3 separate regions of the Mus musculus genome follow, and regions 1 and 2 are each linked to region 3. Evidence: chromatin contacts called from public HiChIP or PLAC-seq and promoter capture Hi-C data. All regions are on one chromosome and are shown on one strand. The core of a region is the stretch at or near the end of the contact, and the rest is flanking DNA. Distances in the headings are between cores, read along the strand shown.

What was found. Promoter capture Hi-C pulls out the DNA fragments that hold promoters and counts their contacts. HiChIP or PLAC-seq counts read pairs in DNA pulled down with a chosen protein or histone mark.
Region 1: an H3K27ac HiChIP or PLAC-seq map of thymic regulatory T cells shows a contact between it and region 3, with 2.3 times the contacts expected there. The contact joins two enhancer-like sites. A contact is called at or near these places in 2 of 39 promoter capture datasets (cranial neural crest and second pharyngeal arch cranial neural crest), 1 of 484 Hi-C or Micro-C datasets (natural killer cells), 4 of 115 datasets of contacts at active chromatin or transcription factors (Th17 cells, double positive thymocytes, memory CD8 T cells and 1 more) and 1 of 9 other capture datasets (embryonic stem cells).
Region 2: a contact with region 3 is called in a promoter capture Hi-C map of pre-B cells, with 2.8 times the contacts expected there. The contact joins the promoter of Pik3r5 here to the enhancer-like site in region 3. A contact is called at or near these places in 12 of 39 promoter capture datasets (the 3T3-L1 cell line, cranial neural crest, embryonic stem cells and 6 more), 2 of 484 Hi-C or Micro-C datasets (natural killer cells and pre-B cells), 5 of 115 datasets of contacts at active chromatin or transcription factors (effector CD8 T cells, embryonic stem cells, large pre-B cells and 2 more) and 1 of 9 other capture datasets (embryonic stem cells).

The regions. Positions count from the first base shown.
Region 1 is chr11:68,449,226-68,452,974 of GRCm38.p6, reverse strand. All of the region lies in intron 1 of Pik3r5 (phosphoinositide-3-kinase regulatory subunit 5), which reads right to left. Among named protein-coding and RNA genes, the nearest start is that of Pik3r5, 19 kb to the right of the region's middle. Within about 2 kb of position 1,589, at least 64 of the 459 cell types and tissues checked have an H3K27ac peak or open chromatin away from gene starts, as enhancers often do. A contact at or near this core is called in Th17 cells, memory CD8 T cells and thymic regulatory T cells, where this site is marked.
Region 2 is chr11:68,430,001-68,434,112 of GRCm38.p6, reverse strand. It overlaps Pik3r5 (phosphoinositide-3-kinase regulatory subunit 5), which reads right to left and starts at 1,988. Exons shown (of 19, transcript NM_177320.2): 1 at 1,851-1,988. Gm32046 (a long non-coding RNA gene) reads left to right here and starts at 2,028. Exons shown (of 2, transcript XR_388771.3): 1 at 2,028-2,202; 2 at 2,435-3,425.
Region 3 is chr11:68,197,823-68,201,581 of GRCm38.p6, reverse strand. The region is part of intron 7 of Stx8 (syntaxin 8); the gene reads right to left. Among named protein-coding and RNA genes, the nearest start is that of Mir6406, 21 kb to the left of the region's middle. Within about 2 kb of position 1,586, at least 77 of the 459 cell types and tissues checked have an H3K27ac peak or open chromatin away from gene starts, as enhancers often do. A contact at or near this core is called in Th17 cells, effector CD8 T cells, memory CD8 T cells and 3 more, where this site is marked.

The DNA of each region.
Region 1 (3,749 bases), core at 340-2,839, 250 kb before region 3:
TGTGGAGCGACGCACACAGGCACATCTGGACTTCTGTGGCTTACAAAGACGCAGGTGCTACTGATATGACTGTGGCTTATTGACTATGTTCATAATGAAAGGAAACACTAGCCTTCAGTTAGAAATGTCACCTGTCCTCCATCCTCTCTCATGGGCCCCAGGCACAGATGCAGGTGAGAATCTCTGCTCCTCCCCCTCTCCCACCCGCCCCGTAGCTGTGAAACCCTGAAGAATGAGGACATGGACCTGGGGGGCTGCTATCAGTTGTAGATGCTCACTGTGTCCTGAAGTCCTGGTATGACCTGGCTGCCCCTCTCCTTGTCCAGTCCAGAGTTCCCCCAGTCCATTTGCTTTCTGGTTTCTCCCCTAAACCAGTTCAATACCTCTGCCAAGCAACACCCCAGGGTGGTGTGGGTGAGTTTCTAACCACTCTCACTCACATCAGGCTTCTTATATGAGTTCAAAACAGCAGTCCCTGAGCCCGGCTCCCCTAGGGTGGAGTATGGTGTCAAGACTACAGCAGTGAATGAAAACTCAGGGGTAGATATCTGCAGAGAATGCAAGACAGGCAACAGCTCTGTCTGGACCTCTCATGATGGGCACAGACCAGCTCATGCCCCAGGGCCCTGCTTGGAGAGTGGAAGACAAGACAAGCTGGATAATTTCTGGGCCACTGCATCTTCAAAATGAGCAGGGCTTTTCACATTGTTATATTATGGGGTGAACAGCGGCAGCAAAGCAGTCTGAGTAAATCAACCACCAGACATCCTCAGCACTTACCCCTGACCTGAGGAGACTCAGGGAAAACCCCATAGGTGACTCTAGGAAACAGCAGCACTTTCTAGAACTTTCTTAAAGATCCAATGCACACACAACTACAATCTGTCTCCTCCATGTTTGTCCTCTGTATTCCAGACCCTTGGAAAGACTCTTCTCTTTCAGCTGCAGTGGTCCCACGAACAGAGAATGATATCTGAGAGTTCCTCCAGCTCCTATGTAGCCAGGCAGAGATGAAGCTCTTCCTGTGATGGTGATGTCATACGAGGAACAGCAGGAGGTCAGTGGTAGCCACTCCAGATGCCCAGCGACAGCAGGTCCCACAAGCAGAGGCAGCTTTATTTCTAGCCCAACCACAGTCAACGGGTGGGTGAATAGATCTGGGGCTGAGGCAGAGGGAGGCACACTCAGGTGCCTACTCCAGACCTTACAGAAGAAGTGGTCTAACTTGATATCCATCATCATGTTTCCATGGTTATCTCATCTGACCTGTCTCTGTATCAGTCCCTGGGACTAAAGGACGAGGCTGCAGAAGCCCAAGGAAGAAGAAAAGAGGAAGGTGGGCAGGCAACGATTGCTAAGAGACAGCATTGCGGGGCTGGGCTGCATGGCAACCTGGGCCTAACATAGATAAAAGGAACTCAAAAAACAAAAACAGAAAAGTCAAGATGCACACCGGCAGCCCCAGGGTTTCCTGTTTTTCTAACAAATCACTGATGATTTCCAAGAAAAGCAAGCTGTACTGCCCTGGCCCCGGCCCAGCCGCAGAATTTGCACATCTGGCCCGTGCTTCGAGAGCAGCCAGCGGTGGGCTGGGGCACAGGATGTGTCAGAACACCTCAAGACTCTGCAGCTTGAGGAGCAGGGCCAGGGGACTCCCTGCCACAGCCAGCTCGGCAGGCTTCAACCCATTACTATCTGCCTGTTCCTCCCACAGCTGCTTCAAATCCCGTCCAGTCACATTCGTCACATTACCTTCCCGTGTCAGCCTTAAGATAAAGAAACAGAAAGATCTCCATTCTCAGAGAAGCGTCTGGGGAGGGCTACGTGGGGGAGTCCCCCCACCCCCAGGCCAAACTACATTCCCTGGGAATTTCTAGTAAGATGGTGTAAGGGCTCCAGGAAAGACCACTGGAGCTGGGTTTCCTTGGCAACAGGAAGCAGATAAATTAAGCAGAAGCAAGGTCACTCAGGAAGCTTCCCACAAGGGGTCCCATCCTACCCAATCCCCAGCCTCACTGTCTGTCTGTCTGTTCTCACAGAGGTTTACAAGGCTCCCAAGTGCAGTCCTTGGAGGGATGGATGATCAGGCCCTGGTCTGGGGCTGAAGATCAACCTCCAGCCTTCTCTCTTGGCTTCCCCCAAGAAAGCGTGCCTGCTGCCTTCTGCCTGAACCCCTTCAGTAAGCTGCTTGTCTCCAGCAGAGCCCTTCCACATCCATCTCTTGCTGTTCTACCATCAAAACCCCACATTACTCTTCATGCACACTTTGACGCTCCGGGCCCTGGAAAAATGTCACCTTCCCTGTGGGGTCCTGCCAAGCCGAGGATTCCACTTTGCTCACTCAGGCTACAGGCAATCCACATCTAAGCAAGTCCAGCCTGCTGCCCAGCTCTGTCCTCCTGTACCTGTACCCCCAAAGAGGCACGACAGAGGCAGGATGTAGGCAGGGAGCTGCAGAAAGAGGAAAGGAGGGCATTTCGACGTCTTGTCCTTTCTGCCTTATTCCTATTTGGCAGGTACCTTAACTGGGGGGAATCTAATGACCACGCTACACACATAGACACATGCACCTTGCTGAGCCACATGAAACTGAGCTGCAGGCTGTGCATATCATGACTTGAATGTGGTCATACGTTACTTTCAACAGGGAAAGCACATCCTTAGGCTATGGTGTGGGGAATGCACCACTCGACAATTTGGTAGCCATGCAGACACCACAGGACACTAATGTGGGGAGAGAGCACAGGAGGCTACCTCTGGTGTGATACGGCATGCTGTCTGATAGTCAATATTTTTTGTAGGTAGAAGGAAGATACTCCAAGCTAATATTTAAAAGTAGACTATAGTCAATTCATAAGCCAGGAATAGTGACACAGATCACTTATTGTCATTATGGAGGTATTACCCCTTACATAGTTACGCACTTTGCCCTTCACATGATTAGTAGTACACCAGCATCATCACAAACCAGGGAGTAATGGGGTATGCTCCAGCTCTGGGACAGCCACATCACTAGGCAATAGAAAAATGTCAACTTCATTATAACGGTGAAGGACTACCATGGTCTATCCATTTCATTATCAATGGAAATGTTATTCAACACATGCCTGCAACCCATTATGTCCAGGGACCTCACATAGACACTGGTCCCTTACACTGTAAGAGGTTAACAAATGCATGTCTATGGAATCCCCAGCAAATGAATAAGCTTGCAACAGGAAGAGTACAGAAAAATCTCTTCTTCCCAAGAAAGGGTTTAGGGCTAGGATGCAGGCAGCTATGCCATGGAACAGTCCAGGAAGCCAGCAAGCCTTTCTCTTCCAAGGCCTGACTTGTCCCCCTCTTCCCTCACCTTGAAAGGAGGGTAGGAACGCACACTACCCACCCAGGCAGGCTCAGGCCCTTACCTATTCAGCGGGCACAGCCAGGGCTTATTGGGTTTGCTGGTAACTAGTCACTCTACACAATGTGTAGTCAGACGCCAGCTCCATGGGAATTTCCCCTGACAAACGAACAGGTCTGCTTTACCCCTGGTCCACATGCTGCTCCTGGGGACAAGACACCAACTCCAAAGCTATGCTCCTCCATCTGGCTCCTGACTGTCCTCCTTCAGCCAGGAGACTCCATGACTGACTCAAAAGGAGTTCGAGACACTCTTGTTGGCAGCAGAAGAAAGGGAAAAGTCCCTGAAAACTCACCACAGGAAAACAACGTAGAGATGGGCATGATGATACATGGCTGCAAGCCCA
Region 2 (4,112 bases), core at 739-3,238, 230 kb before region 3:
AACAAAAAACCTAGATACCACAAAATGTCAATGAGGTTCGATTTTTTAAATGTATGCAAGATAGAAGACTGACACAATTCTGTGTGTACCCATGTACCTCTAAAAAATATTCCCTCCAATCTGTAAATATACCCTGTATTTAACAAACTGTAAGATGCCATCAGTTGTAAAGATGCACCACTACTTTGTGTATTGACAAGAAAGAAATATCAGGGCTTATTATGATAGTAATCTGTTAACTTTAATTGCTAAACTTCGAGTGTGAAGTGGAGCTCAAGGCCAGCCTCGGCTACCTACTGAGTCGGAGGCCAGCCTGGGGCACAGGCTGAGATTGTCTCAGAAATGACAGAGCAGATGAGACAGCTTCCTGCTTTGCTTGACAACCTGAGTCCCTGGGACTCACAGGGTAGGAGAGGACAGACCCCTTCCAGGTGCCCTTTGACCACCATATGTACCATAGCAAGCCTGCACGTGTACGCTCTCATCCACAGCCACAAATTAAATAACAAATGTTTTAAATAATAACTGATATATGGAAATAAAATGTGAACCACATGTACATCTCCAAATTGAGGATATATCCTTATAGGTAATATTCGTTGCTGCTCATTTGGACCAAAGGCTCAAACACCAGGCTACACACACACACATACACACACACACACACACACACACACACACACACGTTTACGTAGCGCACAGTTCAGCCCCTCGGTGGGAATGAGTCTCTTTAAACATACAGATTCTATGTGCTTGTAAGAGCTTGTAACAATCACAGTGGAGGGTTGCCCACGAAGCTCTCATTGCGTTGTGTTCTTTCATTTCTGACCTGACACTGCAGCTCAGACATACACAGCCAGTTTTACAAATAAGGAGATGTCATATGCCAGAACCTGGCTGGACTTCAGGTCTCTATTCCGTCTTACACCTTACCAAGCAAACTCCCCCATCAAGGCTTAAGAACCCTATTTAAAATGTGTTTCACCTTGGAAAGCTGTACTGTACAACTGGGTTCCAAAGACTCGACAGGCATTACAGGAGCATAGCTCTGCTCTGGGAACCGGGCCTTACCAGGCAAGGAAAGCAAAGTGGACCGCCATTCAGAAAAGGCCTTCAGGTGAGTTGGCCTGCTTTTAGACCTCCTGTTGCCAAAAGCCACCCCTCCTCTCGACAGGAGGCTTAACTCACTTCATACCACATCCTGCTGCTTTCATCTCGCCTTCCTTTTCCCTCTGAACAGCCTCCTTCCTCCTACTGTCCTGAACTTCTTGCATATTTACTACTACCACCCTAGGATGGGCCATCATGCCAGTCCTACCATGCACACACGTGTATACATTCACACACTCATACTCGCGTGTCTCCGGCGTGTAAACACTGTGCTGGGCGCGCAATTCCCAGCCCGCAGCCGCGTCTGAGAGTCACTAACTTTGGGCAGCCTGAGGCTCGGTGGAGGATAACGCCCCGGTCCTGATGCCAAACAACTCCTGTTGTCCACGTTCCTCCAGAGAGTTCAGAGCCAGAGACAGGCAGGTTCCTTCACTCCAGAGCACACGGTGGCTTGTAACCCAGCAGGAGGCTGCACACACACACACACACACTTGGCCGCATAGCTACTTCAATCTTGATGAACAGTCCTGGGACGCCCCTTCTGCCTCTGGGTTTGTCCCATGGGTTTGTGGGCCCCGGTCCCCTAGGTGGACCTTAACTATAGAACTAGAAGGTCGCCAACTGTCCAGCCTACCGGCTGCAGTTGGAGCACACTACTCCAGAATGGTCCCAACCTGCTCTGGCTGTGCTTCGAGCTCTTATACGCGTCCTCAGCACCCCCTGGCTGTCCAGCTACACACCTGCAGTCCCCGCTGGGCGCCGGGCGCCGAGCCCCTCTCCTGCGGCGACTCTCAGCAGTTGGGGTGAGGCCCCCGACCACCGCTCAGCGGCTGGAACCGGGCAGCAAGTCCCAGCATCTGCCGGGTCTCTACAACCCTAGGGGAGGCGGGGCCTTTGGGGCGGGGCTTTGGGGGCGGGGTATGACCAGGGCTAGCCGCCCAGCCGGGCTCTCTCGCCCTCTGGTGGCTCGATTGTGTCAAGCCGGTACATCCAGCCCTAGAGTTTAGGACTCAAAGCAGTTGCCCTGCGCTAGGACCCCATCCGCTTCGGCTTGTGTACCAGTACTGAGTAACACAGCTCCCCAAAAGTAAGGTGAGGTTCCGTGGGGCGGAAGAGCGTTTTGTCTGTGCAGGAGGGGTGGGTGGGGGCTTCGGGGAAGGAGGAGAAAGAGGAAGCTCCGATGAGCTGCTTCCTTCTCGCAATGCGACCCAGCGCCCCACTTCCTCCTACTACTTCTATTTTTCGGGTGCTCTTAACCCTTAAAAGGCCTGCACCCCTGATGTGCTGAGGAGTAAGCACCCTGATTCCTCTATTCCGTCTACAGGAATCTTCCTAGAAACTTCCAACCAATCCAAACTTCCAGCACTGCTTCTGCAACCTCTGATCTCACAACCCACCACCTCTACACGGTACCAGAATCTCTCATCACTTCAGCTGGGTTCCACCTTCCCAGTAGTAGATCTAGAACCGACCACAAGGTCATACGTTATTGTTGCTCAAAAGCCACAACCCTACCTGAAAGCTAATGTAAAAACCCAATGGTTTTTCTTTTCCTGACTCCCTAAATACCAAGAAAAAGCAACTTCCCTAAATAGACAGAAACAGAAAGTACCCTTTGGGCGGGCGCAGAAGTTGGAACTAGGTGGGAAGGGGCTCAATGCCCACCATAGGTCTAGCCACAGTGATCTCCATCCCAACTACCTGTTTACAGGTGAGGAGCCCGGCCGTGGGCAATGTGGTCCATACAACTCTCTCCCCAGTCTCTACTTTATTCACAAACATGTTGACATTTGGAGGAGAGGGATGGAGGAAGCAGGCTTCACTGTAAAGAAGCAGACAAGATTGGCAGTAGGTGCCTGAAGGAGAAGATAGAGAAGAGCGCATTTCACAGTCCAGGAATGTGCTAGAGAAGTTGTGGAATGTTTGACTTCTTCTGCATTCTTGCTATTCCCAAAACTGAAGGCAGAATAAAGCTAAAACCCCGGGAAGCTCAGGACCTCAGAAACCCAGCGATGCTGCCCTCCAATGGCACACCCTCTTTCTTACTAGCAGCTGTGGCGCAGATGTTGAGTTTGAAATTTTCCTCCCTTCAACACTGGGGTGTGTTGTTGTCCCTGCAGGGCCAACCACCAGACCTCAAGAGCACCTGGCATCTTCTGGACAGAAATTAAAGTGACAGCCACTAGAAGCAGTGTCCCCAGTGCAGCTGGAAAGACCCATGGGTGCCTCTGTCACTCGGTGGTGCCACCTGGTTACATTCCCACCACTGTACAGCTCTGTTGTTTCCTCTTACAAACAAGGCTATTTGTAATCCCCCTGCTTCCCTTCGTTGTCTGATGTTTTCAGAGAGCAGCCTGCCCTGTTTTGACTTCCTCATCTTACATTTAGTCCACTATGTTCTAGAAAAAGGTCACCAGGAAAGCCCTAAAGGCCAGATCCAGCATGTGGCTTACTGTTGCTACCTTTCTGAGGAAACTCCCCTGGTCCCTGGAGACCCTTCACTTCAGACCTCTGTTTCTGGCTTCTTTTTCTTCATCTTCTCTTTAGCATTGGAAGCCTTGCATGTTTGCATGAGTTGGCTTCTCTTTTCCCAGAGCACTTTGGTCCATCTGTCCATCCCATTCAAAATGGTAGCCTGGACTTCTCTCTTGAGTGGAAAACCTGTGGTTCTGGTGCTTCTGCACCTCTGTACCTCAGTCGTCAGTGCCGAGACGCCCTGGGATCTCATTCCCTCCCCACAGGCTCCAGCTCCTGACAGCACCATGCAGAGGACGACGCTTCCAACACAGGAAGCCTAGTCAGCCAGCTCACATCCAAACTCTTAGCATGCTTTCCTAAAAGCCAAACTATCTGCTCATGGTAAACCGTACCTCAGCACATAGGACACGAGGCAGTCTGCCCTGAGTTTTTCATCCCTCCTTGCCCTTCCACAGTCTGATTTCTGTTTATATTGCCTCCCCTCAGTTATTCAGTCTGTACTCATAGCCAGACAACAGGTCATA
Region 3 (3,759 bases), core at 337-2,836:
GGACCTAATGCAGAGCCTGCACACAGAGACGCCATACAGATGTAACACATGAAGAAGCACACTGAATATCTGGAAGGGCAAGAAGAGACAGGAAGAGTACTGAGTAGAGAGGAAGAAACTGGGAAAATATGTCAAGTAGGAAATTCAAAAATGGTCCAAATCAACCAACAAATATCACAGGTACATGGAGCCAAGTGTCTTAGGTTCTAGAAGTTCAAAGAGGACAGGAAGTTTCAGCTGAAGGGGTGGGGCCTATGAGAAAGAAATACAGTGTTGCCTTTAAAGGTGATAATGTGTCTACCACAGAAACTGTGTCAGACACATGGCACTTCAGTAGCAGCATGTTGGGACACACACACACACACACACACACACACATCCCCGAAGGGATGCATACTTCCCTCTTGACACCTTAGACAGTAAGTTGATTGCATGCTATAAAGTAGGGGCTTATCCAAAGACAAAAAGGGAACTTCAACAGCAAAAACAAATAAGACTTTTATATTTTAAATGCTTTCAGGCAAACACAAGTCCATTGAGAGGTCATTTTCAACAGTGTTAAGTAAACTTAGTGCTGGGTGCACTGAGGAAGTCATTTGTAGGGGAGAAGAAAGCGGTAAGTAAAAGCCAGCTGTGGCTTCGGGATCCTTTGGGCCACGAAGACCTGACTTAGTGGCCTGATCACAGCAACAGTGTTTGATCTGTGATGACAGCTTCGGCACCCTTCTGGAAATGTCCTGGAAGTATGGATCCTTTCAAAGGCACTAAAGCTCAGCCCAGTTTGAGGTCAAAGCTAGTAACAAGGTCCGGGGCTCAGGACAAGAGGTGTATTACCTGGCTCACTGATCCGTAATTGGCCACTCTCTGTTCCGTATACAAGGAAGCAGAGGTTCTGGAGGGCTGCATGGGGAGCCAGCTAGCTCTGCTCTCACCTGTGCTTTTAACCCCTTCCTAAACCATGGGGGCCCACCCAGGGCTCCTGACAACCAACAGAAGACAGGGTTCACCAGGGATAAAGGGCCAGACCCTTTGGGGCTGAAAAACTAAGATACAATTCCTTTTCTTTATCTCCTTCTCTTTGTGCCTCTACTTTTTATGGTGGAAATACCAGGCACACACACACACAAAGTAAAAGCAGCCAGGAACACTTACTGTCATGAACTGAACTGGTTCTTGGCCAGTCTGCTTCCATGTGCACCTTCACTTGCCCCTGTGGCCAGAAATGGGTCTCTGGTGTATATCACCCGAAGGCTTACAGTAAGAGTCACTGACAGAAGTCAGTCACTGTCATATAACCATGGCAGGCTTGAGCCCTCATCTTTCTGACATGGACAGTGGGTCTAAGTTTGCAGAATGGCCCCTGAAACAACCTGAGCCATGCATACTGAATCAACTCTCAAAGACAGAAATTGGGGTGTTTTCTTTTTCCTCCTAACAGGGCTGCAGCCTCCGGGGCTCTCGCCATCCATCCCCAGCTAAGGAAATGTTTGACATTTCAGAATGAAACTGACAGTTGAACTCCTGGGAGCCTGCCAGCTTCTAAACAATGAGCGCTCTGGGCCCAGCCCTAGCTCAGAACACCTGCAAGGCTCGGCTTTGGGTCACTTCCTCTGCATTTCACTCAGCTCCTGCCATGGCACTGCCGGCACCTGGCCAGGCAGATGTTTGCTCCCAAGACTCAAGCGTCCCTTTGAGGGGCAGGCACGAGGTGCCAAGGGTCAGGTTACAAGGGTCGGGGAAATGTCCGTTTCCTTTGGTCAGTTTACCAGATGAGTATCCAACACTTGGGATATTTACAAGTCTAGCATATGGCAACTTAAAGAGATGTAAGAAAACAAACTCCCTTTCAGATTAGGAAGGGACATTAATTAACACTGTGGCTTTGGAACAGGGACGTGTTTTCTGAAGATTGTTCATCTGGATTAATGGCCCATGCTCCCCCCCCCCCCCCCAGTGAAACACTGGAAACCACTGAGTGACAGCATGTGCTGCCAACACCCCCACTGCAGCAGAGAGCAGGTAACCGCCCTCACTGTTCACTGGCTAGGTGGGGGAAAAAAAAAGGAAAATTTGGAGGCCAGCTTTTCTAGGGAATGGTAGCCATTTTCACAAGGGCATCCTTGTCCAGAAGTTCTTTATATGCAGGGTTTGTCATAAGACAAGCCATCCTGACTCCCTGCTACTTGTTTTGAACCAAAATGCACGTTCTCATCGCTTGCCTTGTGTGTCACACTGTGCAGAGTCGTGGCCACCAGGCCAGCCCCACGCAGCCACCACCTGTGAGGATGAGACACGTGTGACTAACGCCTGCGGCGGATGAGTTTCCTCTCACAGTTGTGCTGTCAAAGGTGACATTTGCTTAAGCATCAGCCAGTTGGTTCTTGCAGATCAAACATAGATTTTAGAAATATTTTATTTTAGTTTTGCAGCAGGCTCTGGAGCCAAAGGTGGGGATTGAGCAGGACAAAAGACAGAACTGGGATATTTATTTTCAAAAGTTCATGTAAATGTCCCCTTGAATCCCAGTACTAGGTAAATAAGCCAAGAAAGAAGAGGACCGTGGGCGAAGATGAATGTGTTTGCTTTTTGCTCGTTTGAATTAATTGACAGCTGGAAAATGCAGCCTACTCTGACGCAGTCGATGCTACTTGCCTGCTCGTGGTGTGGACATCACAGCTTTCCACCAAGCGACCTCACAGCTCAGCAGGCCAGACAGCCAGACACTGGTGGGCAGGACAGCACTTCCCGCCCCTGGTCTCATCCTTCCTGAGGGTACTTTACCTCACGGGTGTACGTGTTAATTGCCTTTAGTAAAGTTTTCATTAAAACACCAGGCAAAAGGCAAGAAGAGCCTCCCATGAGTTTGGTTTTGTTCTTGTCTGACATGCAAACCATCACTCCGAGCTTTTCTTTCTCTTTCTCGGCTGAGGTGGGGCGGCATCCTTCTCCATCTTCAGCATGTATGCATGTTTATATGCATATATGTACATGTGTGCAGGTCAGAGGACAACTTTAGATGTCATTCCACAGGAGGTATCCACCTTTATTTCTCGAGACAGGGTTTCTCACAGGCATGGGACTTATCAGATCCACTAGGCTGGTTGCAAGGTTTTATCAGCTGAGCTATCCCCTCAGCCCACCCTCAGTCTATATGGAGGCCACCTTCTCCGGCTGTTCTTTCTTCCTTCTTTCACTTCTTCCTTCTTTCACTACCTTCTTCCATTCTCAGCTAACTCCAGAGCCATAGGCTCAATGCTCAGCTTACACATGGTGTCTTACATCAAGGCTGCTCAGTCCCATGTATCCTGCCTCTCCTGGAGACCAAGAAAACATTTTCAAGGGCACGTCTATGCAAGGCCATCCTTAGGAAGGATGGTCCTTTATCTTTAAGCTCTTTTCTTATGGATCCACTGGCCCACTACCCACGGCATAGGATCTCTAAAAAAAGAGATCACACAGCCGGGCGTGGTGGCGCATGCCTTTAATCCCAGCACTCGGGAGGCAGAGGCAGGCGGATTTCTGAGTTCGAGGCCAGCCTGGTCTACAAAGTGAGCTCCAGGACAGCCAGGGCTATACAGAGAAACCCTGTCTCGAAAAACAAAAAAAAAAAAACAAAAAAAAAAAAACAAAAAAAAACCAAAACAAAACAAAACAAAAAAAACCAAAAACAAAAACAAAAAAAAAGAGATCACACATAATCTGATGTCTTAGAGGGAACTAGCTTTATAATCAGGGACACGGGACTTCACCACCGAGTAG